Linked DNA regions of Mus musculus: all the other regions are linked to region 1. A link is a contact called in public Micro-C and promoter capture Hi-C data. All regions are on one chromosome and are shown on one strand. The core of a region is the stretch at or near the end of the contact, and the rest is flanking DNA. Distances in the headings are between cores, read along the strand shown. Region 1 holds the start of Lypd6b (LY6/PLAUR domain containing 6B). Region 2 has its middle 22 kb from the start of Gm13491. Region 3 holds the start of 1700057H21Rik (RIKEN cDNA 1700057H21 gene). Region 4 holds the start of Rnd3 (Rho family GTPase 3).

Region 1 (3,687 bases), core at 328-2,827:
ATCCCAGTTAGCTGAGTTAATCCTCTACAGCACTGGTGGCATCTGGGTAATACAGATCCAATCCTCTTAGGGAAACCCACTCTTGATCTGCTGAGATGACTTGAACTTACTATGGTCCAGTGCTCCAGGAAGGTCTGCTGAAGGATAGAATAACGGAAGAGATCTCTCTCTCTCTCTCTCTCTCTCTCTCTCTCTCTCTCTCTCTCTCTCTCTCTTTCCCTCCCACTCTTCGTCTTTACTCTATTCCCTTCAGTGGTAAGCCTGAAGATATGGTGCCTGCTCTAATGACCATTGCATACAAAAGAATATGTCAACCTAGTGGGGAAAGTGCCCCTGAGGAGAGAACTTGTCCTGAGAGCTCATAGGAGTGATAAGATCTAGCTACACTGGAAACTGCAACCCTCAGACTTTTCCTTTGGAGGACTCAGCCAATTCCTACGTTGCATAAGACAACTTTCAAGTCACCAAACCCTAAACCCTAAGAAAAGAATTCTAACAGTTCACAATGGCAGAAGCAGGCTAATTGCCCCCTGCTAGAAGGAGGATACTGCACTGACCAGTCTTGAGCTTAGCAGCTGGGAACAGCCCCGCCAAATCCACACCCCCCCCCCCTTGCTACTATAGTCAGCTTGTCAGAAGGCTGCCACGACCCTCCCAGACACACAGACACTACCACTCCCACACACACACACACACACACACACACACCTCACTCCCTCCCCGATGTCTTCTATTCCGATGCCCGGGACCTCTGGAGAGAATACTTTAACACCTAGGGACTACACCGGGAGGAAAAACCCTCAAGCATCGTGCTAGGTACCTCATGGGCATCAAATAATTTAAGGGCATCTGATGATTATAACACCTATATTATCTTTTAGGTAACAGGCTCAGAGAAGTTAAGGAGCTTGCTCAAGGTCACAGAGCTAGTAATTTAAACACCATAATGGACCACTCTTCCCACTCCATCACTCTGATGACCAGGCACCAGACACGGGGAGGAGAGCAGCACCTTTCACCCCACAACACCCTCGGGCACACAGACCAGCGCGGACTTACTACGTATGCCCCCCTAGAGTACCCAGCCGACCCCGCTTCACCGAAGCCTACGTAACTAAACTAACCAATGTGCTGGTTAGTGATTTAACAACAAAGTCAAAAGCCAGGAAGGGGAGACTGGCGGCCCCCGCGGGCTGAGCTCAAGCGCCGCAGAGGGAAGGGCGGGAGCTGGCTCGCACTTGGCGGTGCGGTGGGGCCCCAGCCTTAGCCGTGGCCTCCAGCCCCGGAGTCACCGGGAGACCACGCAGCTCCCCGAGGCGCCCGCTCGGTCCCCCATCCAGATGTGGGCAGCTGCGCTCCCCTGCGGTTCGGAGAGTCCCCATGCTCCGCGGGGCGTTTCGCAGTGCTCGCCGCAGCCGCGCGCCCCTCCCAGCCCCTGCTCTGCGGGATCTGCACGCGGCCGCCCCGCAGAGCTCGCCCGGCTCACCTGCGCGGACGCCGGCCGGCTCCCGGCGCCTCGCTCGGCTCCCGGCCTGGGCTCCAGACACCCGCTCCGGGCTGGCGATGGCTGTGGCCGCGCGGGGCGGGGCGCGGATCCTCCCCGCCCCGAGCCACCTGGGTCGTCCCGGAGAGGCGGGCCGACAGGTGAGCGCCGCACGCCGGGGAGCCGCCCGGGTGCCCGCTTGGGGACGCCGCCTGGGTCCTGCGCCCGGTGGCACCAAGCCCAGTGAACGCGAGTAGGTCGTTTAATGCACCCGTGCAAAGAGGAGCTGTTCCCACCTAGCCTGGCCGGCTGGGAAAAGAGCGCGGACCCCGCGCGGAGCAGCTAGAGGGACACCGCAGCCCTCACAGAGTGAGGTGGAGTCACTCTGGGGTGAAAACGATGAGGCAAAGAGTGCTACTGACTTGAGAAACAGAACTCGGCCTTTTAGACCGTTCCGTCGTACCCCTTCCTTGCTTCACCTACCCCTCAAGCGATGACTTTCCTTATTTTAGTAAGATAATTTCCCATTGCTATGTCCTCCGCAACTTTGGATTGTAAATCCAACCTAGTTCCACTGCAGATAAATCCCGAAAGCCTTGTACAAAGGCAGGGCAGCTCAGGGCTCTGTGAATAGCAAAAGAATGCCAAAGTATGGTCCCCAGGTCAAACTGGCTCTAGTGTTACTCTGTGTTGTCACTTGAAAGCAAGCTTCCTAGATTTCAAGTCACTCTCCCCACCCCCCACCCCCCACCCCACCCCAGACAGGGTTTCTCTGTGTAGCCCTGGCTGTCCTGGAACTCACTTTGTAGACCAGGCTGGCCTCGAACTCAGAAATCCATCAGACTCTACTTCCCAAGTGCTGGAATTAAAGGCGTGCGCCACCACCGCGGCTCAAGTCACTCTTTTTATCACTTTTCTTCCAAACACTTCCAAGGAGACAGCTGGATTGTAGACCCACACTCTCAGAACGCCCCGTGTAAATGGTCAGGCAGATCTCTAACTTAGAAAGAGGTCACTCAGAGAGAAATTCACAGAATAGGATGGCTTGTCTGTCAGGCTTGCACCAGTGGGAACCAACCCAGAGTTAGGACAACTGACCCAGGGTGCGGCAAAGTTGACTCTGAGGCCCAGGCCTGTCTCCAAAGAGAGCATGGTGGCCTGGAGGCTTGAGGTGCTTAGCGGGATGCAGATCTCCCATAGAGACTAGGCACAGGGTGACTACTCTAGAGACTTCTAATCATGGGCTTTGCAGGTCAAGGGACACCCAAGCCACAGACTCTAAAAGAGGAGAATTTAAAAAGTTTTCCACTTAACAGACAGATGATCTTAGCACATATGCAAGGGGTATTGTGGTGTAGCTAGTTCCCCACTGGTTCCATTTATGGACTCACAGAGAAAACCAACCCAAATCTGCTACAGAAAACAATGCTCATCTTCCAAGACCTACAGAGCCCGTCATTCCAATAACACCTTCAGGGCCCTGCCATGACTGCCTACTAAACCTGCAAGGCAAAGGCTGAAGGCTCTCTGCCAAGGTGATATCAGGGACAAGTGAACTCCTCCATCCCTCCCCCTGACCACAGGCCCAACACAGTCAAGGCCTGGGCCCCTCTTTCATCAGTGGATCAGACATAAGGAAGTGTTTCAGATCTGGTGCTCCTTGGCAGGACTGATCACACTAGACAGTCCATCCTGGAAAAGAGTTACAGAGGATGCCACACCTGGGTGTGCCTAACCACAGCCGCGACTCCCCCATGGCAGGTATGGAGGCTGCTGTCCCAGGTTGGAGTTGTGGCAGGGCCTGCCTAATGGGTCACCAGTGCAGGTGGGGCTGAACAAAGGAGCCGCTCCAGGTCCCACCCGGGAGAAGCAGGCCAAGCCCTCCTGATGTTTTGGTTTCAGTCAGTGAAGCGTGTGATTTAAGATCCTCTGTTGTGTGTGTGATCACGGATGGGCCAGCCTTGTAAGTGATGCCATCTGGAGAGGCTGCAAACCTTCCAGAAAACACAAGTTCTTCTCTAGAGCCTGCCCTCCCCTTTCTCTCCCTACCTGCAGTATGTCTCCCTTTTGTTTAGTTTCGGACACGCACACATTTTTCTTTATTATTGAGACTTTTGTCACGTACACAGTGAATCACGATCATATTCACCCCTAGTTCCCCCAAGTTCTCCCCCAATGTTGCCCAATCATTTCATGGTTTTCTT
Region 2 (3,687 bases), core at 356-2,855, 1.8 Mb before region 1:
GTGAGAAAGAACAGAGAACATTGTGGTGTTGAGTATTAAGAGAAGGAAGGAAGAAAGGAAGAAAGGGAAAAAAAGGAAGGAAGAAAGAAGAAAGAAAAGGAAAGGAAGGAAGAGAAGAAAACCCTAAAGGAGTCTTGCTCTTTGTGAGAAGTCAGCACACCTAATTTGATTTGCAGTCTGCAAAGCAATGAACTCCAGGAGCAAGAGTGAAGCAAGATGTACCATGCAATTAACAGCAATCTTCTGAGCTTCCTGTGACAGTTAAAGGAACTGCATCTGAATGTTGTATGGTGCCTGCCACTGGGGACCAAGAATGCTCCAGGAAAGAAATGAGCGGAGCAGCTTCATGCATGGGCTACTGTGGTTGTGAGATCAAAGGCTGTGGATGGCAGCAGCCCACTGCTGAGTGTCTGCCCACCCTGCCTCATGTCAGTGCCCTGGGGTTCTGCTCTGGCCATTGCTGAGAGTCCTACAAAGGGACACTGAGGAAGAAGCTTGATAATTTCAACAAGACCCAAAGAAGCTACTAGCTTTAAGCAAGAATATCATGCCTTTCTTAGTCTCTTGTGGCAAGTCACCGGGTCTGTGATTCTCTTCAAAATACTGTAAAGAACACCAGGAGAGAACAGCGCAATGCTGTGAGCCTGCACATTAAAAAGTGCTAACATTTGTTTCCATGTTTTCAATTTTCTTATTGATATATAATGGGAGGACAGCTGCATTGATTATGTCATGGTTTATGTGACACTGAATTAGTCTGTTCCTTCTTTATTTTTTTTCAAAATTACACATGCACACACACACATGTGCATGTGAGTGTGTGTATATGTGCATGGATCTTTGTGGCACGTGTGGAATTCAGCATACAGTTTTTTGGGAATCAGTTCTCTCCTTCCACCATGTGGAACTTGCAGACTGATTTCAGGTCATAGGGCGTGGTGGTGGCAAACACCTTTACCTGCTGAGTTTTTCTGCAGTACTTCCTTGATGAGTAGCCAACATATTTGGCCACTCATGTTTGTGTTGTCTGCCGCCTAGTGGAGGGCCACATTTACAGGAGGCCTTCGGAAGCTTGGGACCCATGGATGGTGTGCTGTTAGATAACTGAGGTAGTCTGGAGGTCAGGCCAGTGGTGAGTATTGAGAACGGTATGTTCCTTGTATTGGGCAGCTTATTGGCGGTCTTGCAGGAGAAGTATGTATTCCTCTTTATTTCAGTTATGCTGTGAACACAGCTGCATGTGAATGTGTCTGGGGATCCTGGCTTCACCTCACCTTATAATATTACCTCATGGTGCTACAGTAGAGCCCAGGCAACCATTTTGAAGCCTATACAAACCCATGAACTGTCAGGCACACCCTCTCATTCTTTTAGGTCCTAGTGAGCATTAAGGCTCAGTTGTACTCAGAGAGGATCAGCCATCCTCTTGGTGGTTTTCCTACCTTCCTGTTTCGTTCTTATTTTCTGGGATTATCAAATCCCGGGGTGCTTGTATCTCACTAGGTGTTTGGGAGAAACCTCGGCTTTCAAACTCAGTTCCAACAGTTGGTGGAGGCAGTGCCTAAGAACCTGGCAAGAGTATGAGGAAGTAGGGTGGACCTTCTTCTCAGACCACAAGGAAAGGCTCTGCTTCAGAAGGCAACAAGGCAGCCCCAGTGGTCCTGATGTGAAGTCTCAGGGAACAAAGGGAAGTGGGTTTCTGTAGTTTTCCCTGGGGTCTCATCGTCCTCAGGACAAAAGAACTACAAACCCCATGGTTCTGCAGTTTCTCAGTGTCATTCTTACCTTATTTGTGCCCAAAGCACAGTCCAGGAAATGTTTGTGTAACTTCACCTTGAGTAGCACATAAGCTTGCTTTCAAAGAGGAAACTTCAAACAAGAGAACCCTTTGTTCTCTCCATTTCTTAGTGCACAGGTGTGAATCCTCCCTTCCTAGTGTGTGTTCAGGAGGAGGAAGTTTTAGGATATTAGCAGTTAATATCAGGCCCTCAGAGGTTTTCTGATGCAGTTGTAAAAACTTTTTGCAAGTATGTGACCTGGCTGTGATACATACTTCCTAATGGTTAAGTGGGTTCCAAGTCTCATGTCCTTGTCCCCAGGCTACACTGAGGGTGGTGGCAGGTGATGGGGATCCACAAAGCAGCATCCTGACTGCCTACCTTTGTCCCTTTGGAGGACTCCTAGGATTACAAAGGTCATCAAAGATAATCTGTCTTTTAAATTCTGATTACAAACTCTTAACTTTATCTATGACTTCCTTCTCTTTTGAGCTATAACTTATTCCAGGGTTCTGGGGCTGTGGATTTGAACACTTTGAGGGGTGTTCAACATTTTGCTGTTGCAAGTCTTTTTGAAAACTCTAACTTAAGAATTGAAAATTTCCCCTACCTAGATAGAAATCTTCAGGCTAGAAGGGGTAGATTAATTCTCCCTCTTATTTTGCTCCTATTGCTTTTTGTATATCCTTTTACTGAACAAACACAGGCTCTTGATAAAGATGCCTTTCTTTCCCCCTCTAGATCCACTCACAGGTTAAGAAAAGAGAGTTTCCAGGTTCCTTTCATGTTCCAAGTCCACAGGCAATGATGGTAGTGTTGTTGTCAGTGCCCACAAACACTTCTGCCATCTCCAGAGTCTCATGACCAGCCTAGTGTCAAACCTGTGATTCTCTTGCCTTGGCCTCCCTGGGGCTGGAATCACAGGTGTGTCATCACTTCCAGCCAAGAACTAAATCTTGAGCTGGGTGATAATGGGCATTTGGGGAAAGTTCCCCAGTCCAAGACCTAAAGCTTCTTTGTGTGAAGAACTCTGCTTTTCTAACCTTTCTGCCATTAACCGCAGAGTGTAGTGCCTCCCTAAGTGGATTAGACAGAGGGTTTGACAGTAGCTGATGGGAGAATGACAGAATCCACATTTGATCTTTCAGGCCTCATATTTCTCCCCTGTAAAATGAGAATGCAATTTCTCTACGTGTTCCTGAGGCTTCCTGTCAACTGTAGCACTTCCTGTCAACTTAGTGACTCAATTAACTGCTGAACCCGAGAGAAGTCTACTAAGTGCCAGCTTCAAGACACATCGAGTTGACATCTTACCCTGGAGTTCAAGACTTGCCCATAAACAATGCCTGGGTCTATGTTTGTCCTCATGTAATCAGGGAGCAGTTGAGTTGCAGGGATGCTTTGCTGTCCCAGGAGCACATGTATATACTGGAACTCAGTTCTCTCAGTCCAGGTTAAGCCATTATCCTGATGTGCCTGCAACTGAGCACAGAGGGAAGGACCATCCAGGGATACGTGAGATTCTCACAGAAGTCATCCTCATACAGATAGTGCCACCCACTAGGGTAGAAGAGAGATAATGTATGGACTGGCAGAGAAGAGGATCAGATACTCCAGGAGTATGTAGAAGTCTCTCCCCTCTTCAATATCCTAAGAAAAGGAGAATCTAGAATGTGTCAATCCTACTATTCTGTGACAGAATCCTAGTGATTTCAGACCATATGGACTGCAGCAATAGTTGGTGACACTCTTCACTTCTGCTACTGAGATGGGAAGATGTGCAAGAGGAGGCATAGCAATCCACAGTCTGAAACCTTGGAAGAACAAATGTGTGTTGGGATGGGTAGGGGTTCTGTTTTAATAAGACTGTAACCACTGCCTGTCACAACAGAAACCAATGAGCAGACAT
Region 3 (3,687 bases), core at 651-3,150, 1.7 Mb before region 1:
TATGAAGAATAATGTTTGCATTAAAATGTGAAAATATACCTTAAAACAGTGGTTCTCAACCTTCCCAATACTGCAACTCTTTAATACAGTTCCCCAAGTTGTGATGACTCTCATACGTAAATTTAGTTTCATTGCTGTTTCATAACTGTAATTTTGCTGCTACTATGAATCATAATATAACTGGCTGTATTTTCTGACCCCTTTTCTTATGCAACCCCTGTGAAAGGGTCATTTGACCCCCAAAGGTTGACTCACAGGTTGAGAACCACTGCCTTAAAGACCATTCTGTTGTTGCATCCTAAGGGAGACCTGAAGCCCAAGCAGCTTTCTCAATTGATGCTGGCTTGACATTTTGCACAGTAAGGAAGGGCAGGGGTATATATCTTTGTGGTTTGGCCAGGTTCATAGTATTTGTCTGTAATTGCTGTGAAACTTTCAGTTGGAGGCTGTTCTCGTTTTCATGCCCATGGCTTAGGTTTGCTGGAGTAATCTCATCTAATAACTGTGAGACCAGGACTTTAGAGAGCTGTTTCTGCAAGCCCTGTGGTTTGCCAGTTAGTCACAGTTCAGGGGTAAGTGAGGTAAGAAAGAGAGGCAGGAAGAAAAGGCAGGGAAACATGTATGTGGGTGGAGAGGGAAGTGTGGTCAAAGTCAAGGGCAAAGGTGAAACTGAGACTCCCTTATCCTGTCTATTCCAGTTGGTTTTAGGACAATCTGTTATTTATATTTTTGTTACTATCTAATAGAGAAGCATATATGAAAGGTTACATGTCATTTTCTTAAAGATAAGATGAAATTCTCACATCATTGTCTTGAGAGGTTAACATGGATTTCATGTTACCCTACCTTAAGACTGCTTTCTGCTTAAGTATCTAGAGGTAAGGGAAGACACATCAGGAGTCAGATTGCCATCCCCTGAGCTGGATTAAATTCTAACTACATAGAGTTTACATTTTTAAAAGTCCAGTTCCTTGGTTCCTAAGATGTCCTGTGATTGTGTGTTCTCTTGCTCAGAGATGCAATCCCTTCCACTATGCCTGAGAACATGGGGTCACACTCAGCAGTCACAACATCTAGAAATGTATTGATCCTACTAAAATAGACGCTTACTGTTGTTTGCTTGGCTGCTGGTCCCGGAGGTAAGAGCAGAGGATGGGCACTCATTGCTAAACAGAAAAAACAGAGTTCAGTGCTGGGAAGGAAGGGGTCACTCAAAGGCACAGGGTGTGCATGGGGTGTATGTGTGGGAGGTGTTTGGGAGGTGGGGGCTGGGGACGGGTCATTTGGGGAATTATTGCTCACTGCCCAGGTTGCCTGTAAATTGATGTTTGTTAGATACTGTGTTGAAATGGAAAACCCACAAATGGTTTCGCCAAGTCTCTGTAGTATTAACAACTCTCATTGGCCACAAGCCACTTGACTTTAATGGATTATCTGTCTTGGACTGTTGGGAAAAATGTCCCACCCTCCCCTCTCCGACTTACCATCACTTGTTCCTTGGAGTTCTTGTTACGGAGTGATCATTTGTTTCTGTTCCAGATTTGTGAACAGTCCTTAATTCACCAGAATCCAATCTAACGCCATTTAAGAAGCAGCATTCCATGTTAGGCAGGTGAAGTGCCAGCTCCTAGAGGCACAGAGATAATAATCTAGGCCATTTTACCACCCAGTGCAATAGCATCTGGGCAACGCAGACTAATCAAAAACCAGCTACAGTAAGCAGCATGACCCACCGGCTTCAGCCCTACGGAGATCCTCCCTGCCCTGCGCTCCTTGTTGTGTTTCATCCTCTCTCTGTCGCACAGCACTTGCCGATCACGTGGGAGTGGGTGTGATGCAGATGTTCTGTGATGTCACATAGCCCAATAAAGAGGCAGGGGTGCTTTGTAGCTTCCAGAAGGATTCCTAGGAGGAACTGACAAGTGGTGCTCTAAAGCCCAACCAACTCCATTTTTTAAAGAAGAAGCTCCAGTTTGTACGAGGCCTGACTCCAATTCCAGGATGAAAGCCATGAAGACCACTTGTGCGAACATCATACGGCAACTGCCCGGACTCCTGGACCCTACCCCTAGCAACGGCCAGTCAGGCTACACTGGCAGGGCCAAGGTACATATAACCTAAGACATCCTGCAGAAAATAGAAAATCTGGCCATCCTGTTTGTCAGGTGGTTTTGCCCCTGTATCTGGTTCCTACAGATTACGTCAGAAATGCAGTTTTAAAAATATTAACTTGCTGACCCGTATGGAAACTCGCCAAGCTTGTTGTAACCACTCATTTCTGAGCCATTGTCATGGTGCAGGTGAGAGTCCTTGCTCGCATTAAAGACCCTGTATGTTTGCATCGGAATTGACTCCTTGGTAGTCTTTGGGGTCCCTGAGACTTGGGCATAACAGTGCTAAGATAACGTAGTACAGACAGAAGCCTTGAGCATGCCATCAAATAAACTTCTTTCTTTACAAAGGAGACACTTTGAAGTGAAGCAGCATTCAGTCCTCCTAGTGAAACAGCAACGTACAATATAGTACGTCCAGAACTCCTTTTGTCATCTCCATTGCCTGTGCTTAGAACTGAAAGGCAGATTCTGTTGTGGTGTTTTGTTTTGTTTTGTTTTTTTCCCCTGCTTCTATTTGCTATCAGTTGAGAATATTATAATGTGGAGGTTGGGGCAGAGGAGAGGTGGGGGCATCTGGGGGTTAGCCTGGCTGAAGAGGAGGGTAGATTTCTGTTTGAAGAGTTTTCCCTTTTGAAAATATCCTAGGATTTCCATGCTGTTGTTTTGTTCTCACTTTGACACTGTTTATTTTTTTTCTTTTTTTGACTTTCCAAATTGTTAACTTTATTTAAATTGAAAAATATTTCTTAAAACTGCATATAGCATCAAGATCATTGATGAAAATCACCAGTATTTGTAAGGCAGAAACATTTATAGTAACAAAACTAGGGCGGGGGTGTTTTGCTGACATTGTCTGGGTACCACGAGCATGCACTGCCTGTGGAGGCCAGCAGAGGGCGCAGAATACCCTGAAACTGGAGCTGCAGAGACTTCTGCTGAGAATCCAACCAAGGTCCTCTAGGAGAGCAGCCAGTGATCTTAACAGCCCAGCCATCTCTCCAGCCCCTACTCCTGTCACTTTTTCAGAGACAATGCTTAAATTATAAAAGGGTGGAAATGATGTAACAAAAATATATGTATTTGTAAGTAAACTGTATTTAGTTTTCCTCTGTTGGCGAGGTGGTTAGAATCGATTTAGAAACAAATCCACAGGGCTACTTTTCTCTGTGGTGACTTGCAAGGGGAGAACAAAAACAACACAGTATTCTTTGGGGTCACCCTCCAAGCATTAAGGTGGAAGAGGGTCAAACCAAGCCACCATGTTCACAGCCAGCTGGTGCCCTCTGGATTTCTGTAAGTGGATCCACGCGGTTCACCTCTGACTCCAGATTCTCCCTGTTGAGTTTGGTTCCCTCAGGCCTCAAGGCTGCTCCTTTGTCTCTACCCTGGCTCCCAGGCACATGCTGAGCTCTTCAGCCTTCATTTTCTCTGCAGTTTTCCTTGCCTTCATTTACAGGAAGCAGCTGGGGGTGGAGGTCGAGGGACATTCTCTGGAACTTGTTATTGAACAACAACAACAAAAAAGGCACATGCCACAAAGATCACTTCAAATCAGCGCACCAGGTATTGTCCC
Region 4 (3,687 bases), core at 437-2,936, 1.4 Mb before region 1:
AGTGCAACCTAAGACTTTAAGAGATGATATTGGGGCAAACGAATAAAGCTCTGCCAAGCAAATTTTGGCAAATGCAGACATATGACCTCGGCCAGCTCTGCCCTTTCCATGGTCAGCCTGTGTAAAACACACCTATCCCCAAAGATAGATTCAGGACTGTCTTTAGGGGACGACTTCAAGGTTCTCGAGTCTGAAAGAAGTAAGATAGCATTCTAGGTCCTGTGATTTCATGATTCTAGTAATTCACTACATATTCAGTCACTATACTTTCCTTAAAGGGTTGTGTGTGTATGTGTAAGTACTTATATGTATGTGTTTAGTATATGTGTGGAAGCCAGAGGTTGTTTATCTTCCTCAATTTCTATCTACATTATCTTTGAGTCATGGCCTCTCACTGAATCCTGAGTTCCTCAATTTGACTGGATTGGCTGGCTAGCAAGCCCCACGGATCCTCTGGGTCTGTCTCAGGAGTGCCTCCTTATATGGGTGCTGGTGGTGAAATTCAAGTCGCACTTGACCAAGCCCTTCACAGGCTGAACTTTCTTCCCAGACACCTTCACTACAAATTTAATAACTGACGCTTCCTGGCTGTCGGGGTGACTGGCAATGAAGACACTGTTCTCAGAAGACAAGAGAACAAACACAGTCTTGTCTGTCTCTTCTAAGACTTGTTGAAAGGGAGACTTGGAATGACTGGAGTACGTGTGTGGAGGAGGGGAGTCCCTAAATTTTCCACAATGAGCATGTGTGCTTTTTAAGTCCAACTCCTTGATTCTTAGGTGAAGGAGGGAGGGTACAGCTGAAGGGAGCAAAGAGTGCTTAGACCCCTGGTTCTAGAGCTGTCACAGAGAGAGTGGCAGTTGCGGCCAAGTTTCTGATAGTTTTTGTCATCTCTCTTTTTTCTCGCCCCTGCACCTATTCACATTATCATGTCACTCCCCAAAGCCTCCTACCTTCTCTGGAATAGCTGAATCTGACAGTTTAAAAAGCCAGTCCTCTACAAAGGTCAAGGAAAACGAGTTCTAGTGTTTGAAATAAATCATCTATGTTATTATGTACTATATATGTAGATAGATAGATAGATACATAGATAGATACATAGATAGATAGATAGATAGATAGATAGATAGATAGATAGATAGATAGATAGATAGAAGATAGATGATAGGTAGGTAGATAGATAGATAGATAGATAGATAGATAGATAGATAGATAGATAGATAGATAGATAGATAATGATTTTATGGGTTTGGGAACACAAAAACTTAGCCTTTCCCTTCCAAGATTTACTTCTGTATTATTAATTTGATTGGGAATTTTTTTTTTTATTTTCACAAATGATGACGAGGCTTCTGGAGGCGAGCCCCTTGGAAAGCAATTTGAAAGGAATCCCAATGCAAATCCATGTGCACAGATTATCTGCTTCCCCTCACCCTGGCCCTGAACAACCTACCCATCTGCAAATCCTGCCTGGCACCTTCAGGTTATGCCAGAACCTGGGTCTGCAAGCCATCCTGCACGCCACCCTAGAGGGCGCGCTGCTTACACTTTCCGCCAACGGGGCGGCCGTGCTGGCTCCCAGGCTCCATAAAAGGGGAGGAGGCGGATCGGTTTCCTTCTCTCATTGAGAAAGCGGAGCGGATTGGAAGGCTGGGCGTATAAAGCGGCGCGGAGAGCGTGAAACAAAGCAGACCGATCGGAATTGGACTTGGGAAGAGAGGCGCGGAGTCAGGCAGAAAACTTGTAGGAGAGGAGTAAAGAGCCGCTGCCTCTCCTCCTCCACTCCGCTGTGCTTAAAGGGGTTCCCGCCGGCCTTGCGATTTATTTTTATATCTGCTTTTTATAGAGAGAAGTATATATATATATATATTTTTTCTTCTAAAGAGAAAATTCCTGTTCCAAGAGAAAATAAGGCAACATCAATGAAGGAGAGAAGAGCCAGCCAGAAATTATCCAGTAAATCTATCATGGATCCTAATCAGAACGTGAAATGCAAGATAGTAGTAGTGGGCGACAGCCAGTGTGGGAAAACCGCGCTGCTCCACGTCTTCGCCAAGGACTGCTTCCCAGAAGTGAGTGTGACCCGCACGTCTTGAGGGGAGCGGCTGGTGGGGTCCCCGGTCTGGAGGACTGCGCCTTTCTCCTGCTTCACTGATTTTCTTGAAAATCTTTCTCATGCCCAGCCGTCTCTGCCGCCACACGGCCGGGAAGCGAAAGTGTCCTGGAAGGGTCTTGGCTGGGACCCGCCAGCACCCTGGGCTCTTGGCCCCAGAAACTTGCTGGTTTCAGTGTGGGAGGCCGGGTGGGGAGACCTGGGTGGGCTCTCGGGAGGGGGCTGCGTGTTTACTGTGTAAGGAGTGTGAGGTTGTTGGTGGTGGTGGTTTTTTAATTGGGGGCTTGGTGGTTTTTCAAGTGTTCGATCTACGGGTCGTGTTTTTAATAATCTCTTTGCCACCTTCCTCTTCTGTCCCTTTCGTTCGTCCAGAATTACGTCCCTACGGTGTTTGAGAATTACACTGCCAGTTTTGAAATCGACACACAAAGAATAGAGTTGAGCCTGTGGGACACTTCAGGTAAGACTCGGCACACCGCGTGGCGGTCTGAACCGGTGCGCCCGGGGGCTCGGGATCTGGTGCCCTGTCTGCTAATGTGGCTCCTTGAGGGACTTCCCGGTCCCGAGCCGCCGGAAAATGTTATCCTTTCTGGGCAGGGGCAGCAATGGGAGTGATTGTGGTCTTGGGGACAGGAGGACGCTAGGTGTCCGGAGTGACCCTGCTGGAGGAGCCTCTGGTGGCCGCATGGCCTTGTGTTGTCCTTCCTTGGAGCCGTGCCGGAGCGGGCCGCCAGGGTGGCCCAGTGCTGGAGCATACAGAGCAGCGTGGAAGCCCTCCCGCTCGCGGAGGAAGCCCCTCATGGGTGTCACCAGCCATCTGGTTTGGGGGCAGGGGCGCAGGCTGAGCTGGGAGAAGATCCCCAAAGCCTCCGGGTTGCGTGGGGTGTTCCAGGCTGAGGGAGATGGGTGAATGGCCGGAGCCAGCGCCCGTGACGCCTACTGTCAGGAATGCGCTGGTGGTGCCGGCAGCGGCCACCGCGGGGCCTCCGCCCCCGCAGCCTCTGTGCCACCGGTGCAGAGCGGCTTCTGCGGCCGCCCAGGGATCACTCTGTGCCAGCTCTCCGAACATACCACTCCCCTACCCTTTTGCTTCGGCTTCGCCTGCCTGCAGAGCCGCAGGCAGCACCGATCGCCTTTGACCTTCCTGTCTACTTGAATTATTGGCGCCTTGGAGGGTTCCGTCCAGAGGTCTAGGGTTCAAGGCCGGGTTGTTGCCTTCCCATGCGCCCACCCACCAACGTGGCACAAGGTGGTGGGGAGGGCAGATTTTCGCGGGCAGGAAGGCTGGCAGCCCCGGCTGAGTTCGGGGAAGGGACAGTGAGGACTGAGCACCCCCCAACCCCCACACACCCCCGGTATCAAGACTGGCCAGAGGCTCGTCGGGAGAAACGCCTACTGTTAGTAGAAACCATACCTTCTCCAGAGGAGCAGAAACTACCAATCTGGGAGGGGAAAAGCCGGTGCTGGTGGGGAACTGGGCTGCCAGACAGATTAGGGCGAAACTGGCGAGGAGGAGCGCACAAGCGCCAACACGCAGGGTTGCTGTCAGGCGGGGTGGCCCGAGGTGGAGCCGT

What was found. Promoter capture Hi-C pulls out the DNA fragments that hold promoters and counts their contacts. A called contact is a pair of places that touch in the nucleus more often than the background predicts.
Region 2: a promoter capture Hi-C map of hematopoietic stem and progenitor cells shows a contact between it and region 1, with 4 times the contacts expected there. The contact joins the enhancer-like site here to the promoter of Lypd6b in region 1. A contact is called at or near these places in 6 of 39 promoter capture datasets (the 3T3-L1 cell line, hematopoietic stem and progenitor cells, hippocampal neurons and 2 more).
Region 3: a contact with region 1 is called in a promoter capture Hi-C map of pre-B cells, with 10 times the contacts expected there. The contact joins the promoter of 1700057H21Rik here to the promoter of Lypd6b in region 1. A contact is called at or near these places in 8 of 39 promoter capture datasets (3T3-L1-derived adipocytes, the C10 cell line, embryonic stem cells and 4 more).
Region 4: a Micro-C map of embryonic stem cells shows a contact between it and region 1, with 5 times the contacts expected there. The contact joins the promoter of Rnd3 here to the promoter of Lypd6b in region 1. A contact is called at or near these places in 5 of 39 promoter capture datasets (the 3T3-L1 cell line, hippocampal neurons, liver and 2 more), 2 of 484 Hi-C or Micro-C datasets (embryonic stem cells and neural progenitor cells) and 3 of 115 datasets of contacts at active chromatin or transcription factors (astrocytes, embryonic stem cells and stem cell-derived neural progenitor cells).

What each region holds. Positions count from the first base shown.
Region 1 is chr2:49,785,573-49,789,259 of GRCm38.p6, reverse strand. It overlaps Lypd6b (LY6/PLAUR domain containing 6B), which reads right to left and starts at 1,577. Exons shown (of 7, transcript NM_001379382.1): 1 at 1,487-1,577.
Region 2 is chr2:51,586,454-51,590,140 of GRCm38.p6, reverse strand. No RefSeq gene overlaps it. Among named protein-coding and RNA genes, the nearest start is that of Gm13491, 22 kb to the left of the region's middle. Within about 2 kb of position 1,605, at least 19 of the 459 cell types and tissues checked have an H3K27ac peak or open chromatin away from gene starts, as enhancers often do. A contact at or near this core is called in hematopoietic stem and progenitor cells, where this site is marked.
Region 3 is chr2:51,436,113-51,439,799 of GRCm38.p6, reverse strand. 1700057H21Rik (RIKEN cDNA 1700057H21 gene) reads left to right here and starts at 1,900. Exons shown (of 3, transcript NR_130155.1): 1 at 1,900-2,106; 2 at 3,571-3,677. It overlaps Gm32434 (a long non-coding RNA gene), which reads right to left and starts at 1,808. Exons shown (of 5, transcript XR_374359.3): 1 at 1,734-1,808; 2 at 1,485-1,627; 3 at 1,111-1,166.
Region 4 is chr2:51,147,110-51,150,796 of GRCm38.p6, reverse strand. It overlaps Rnd3 (Rho family GTPase 3), which reads left to right and starts at 1,686. Exons shown (of 5, transcript NM_028810.2): 1 at 1,686-2,072; 2 at 2,486-2,573. The coding sequence starts at 1,923.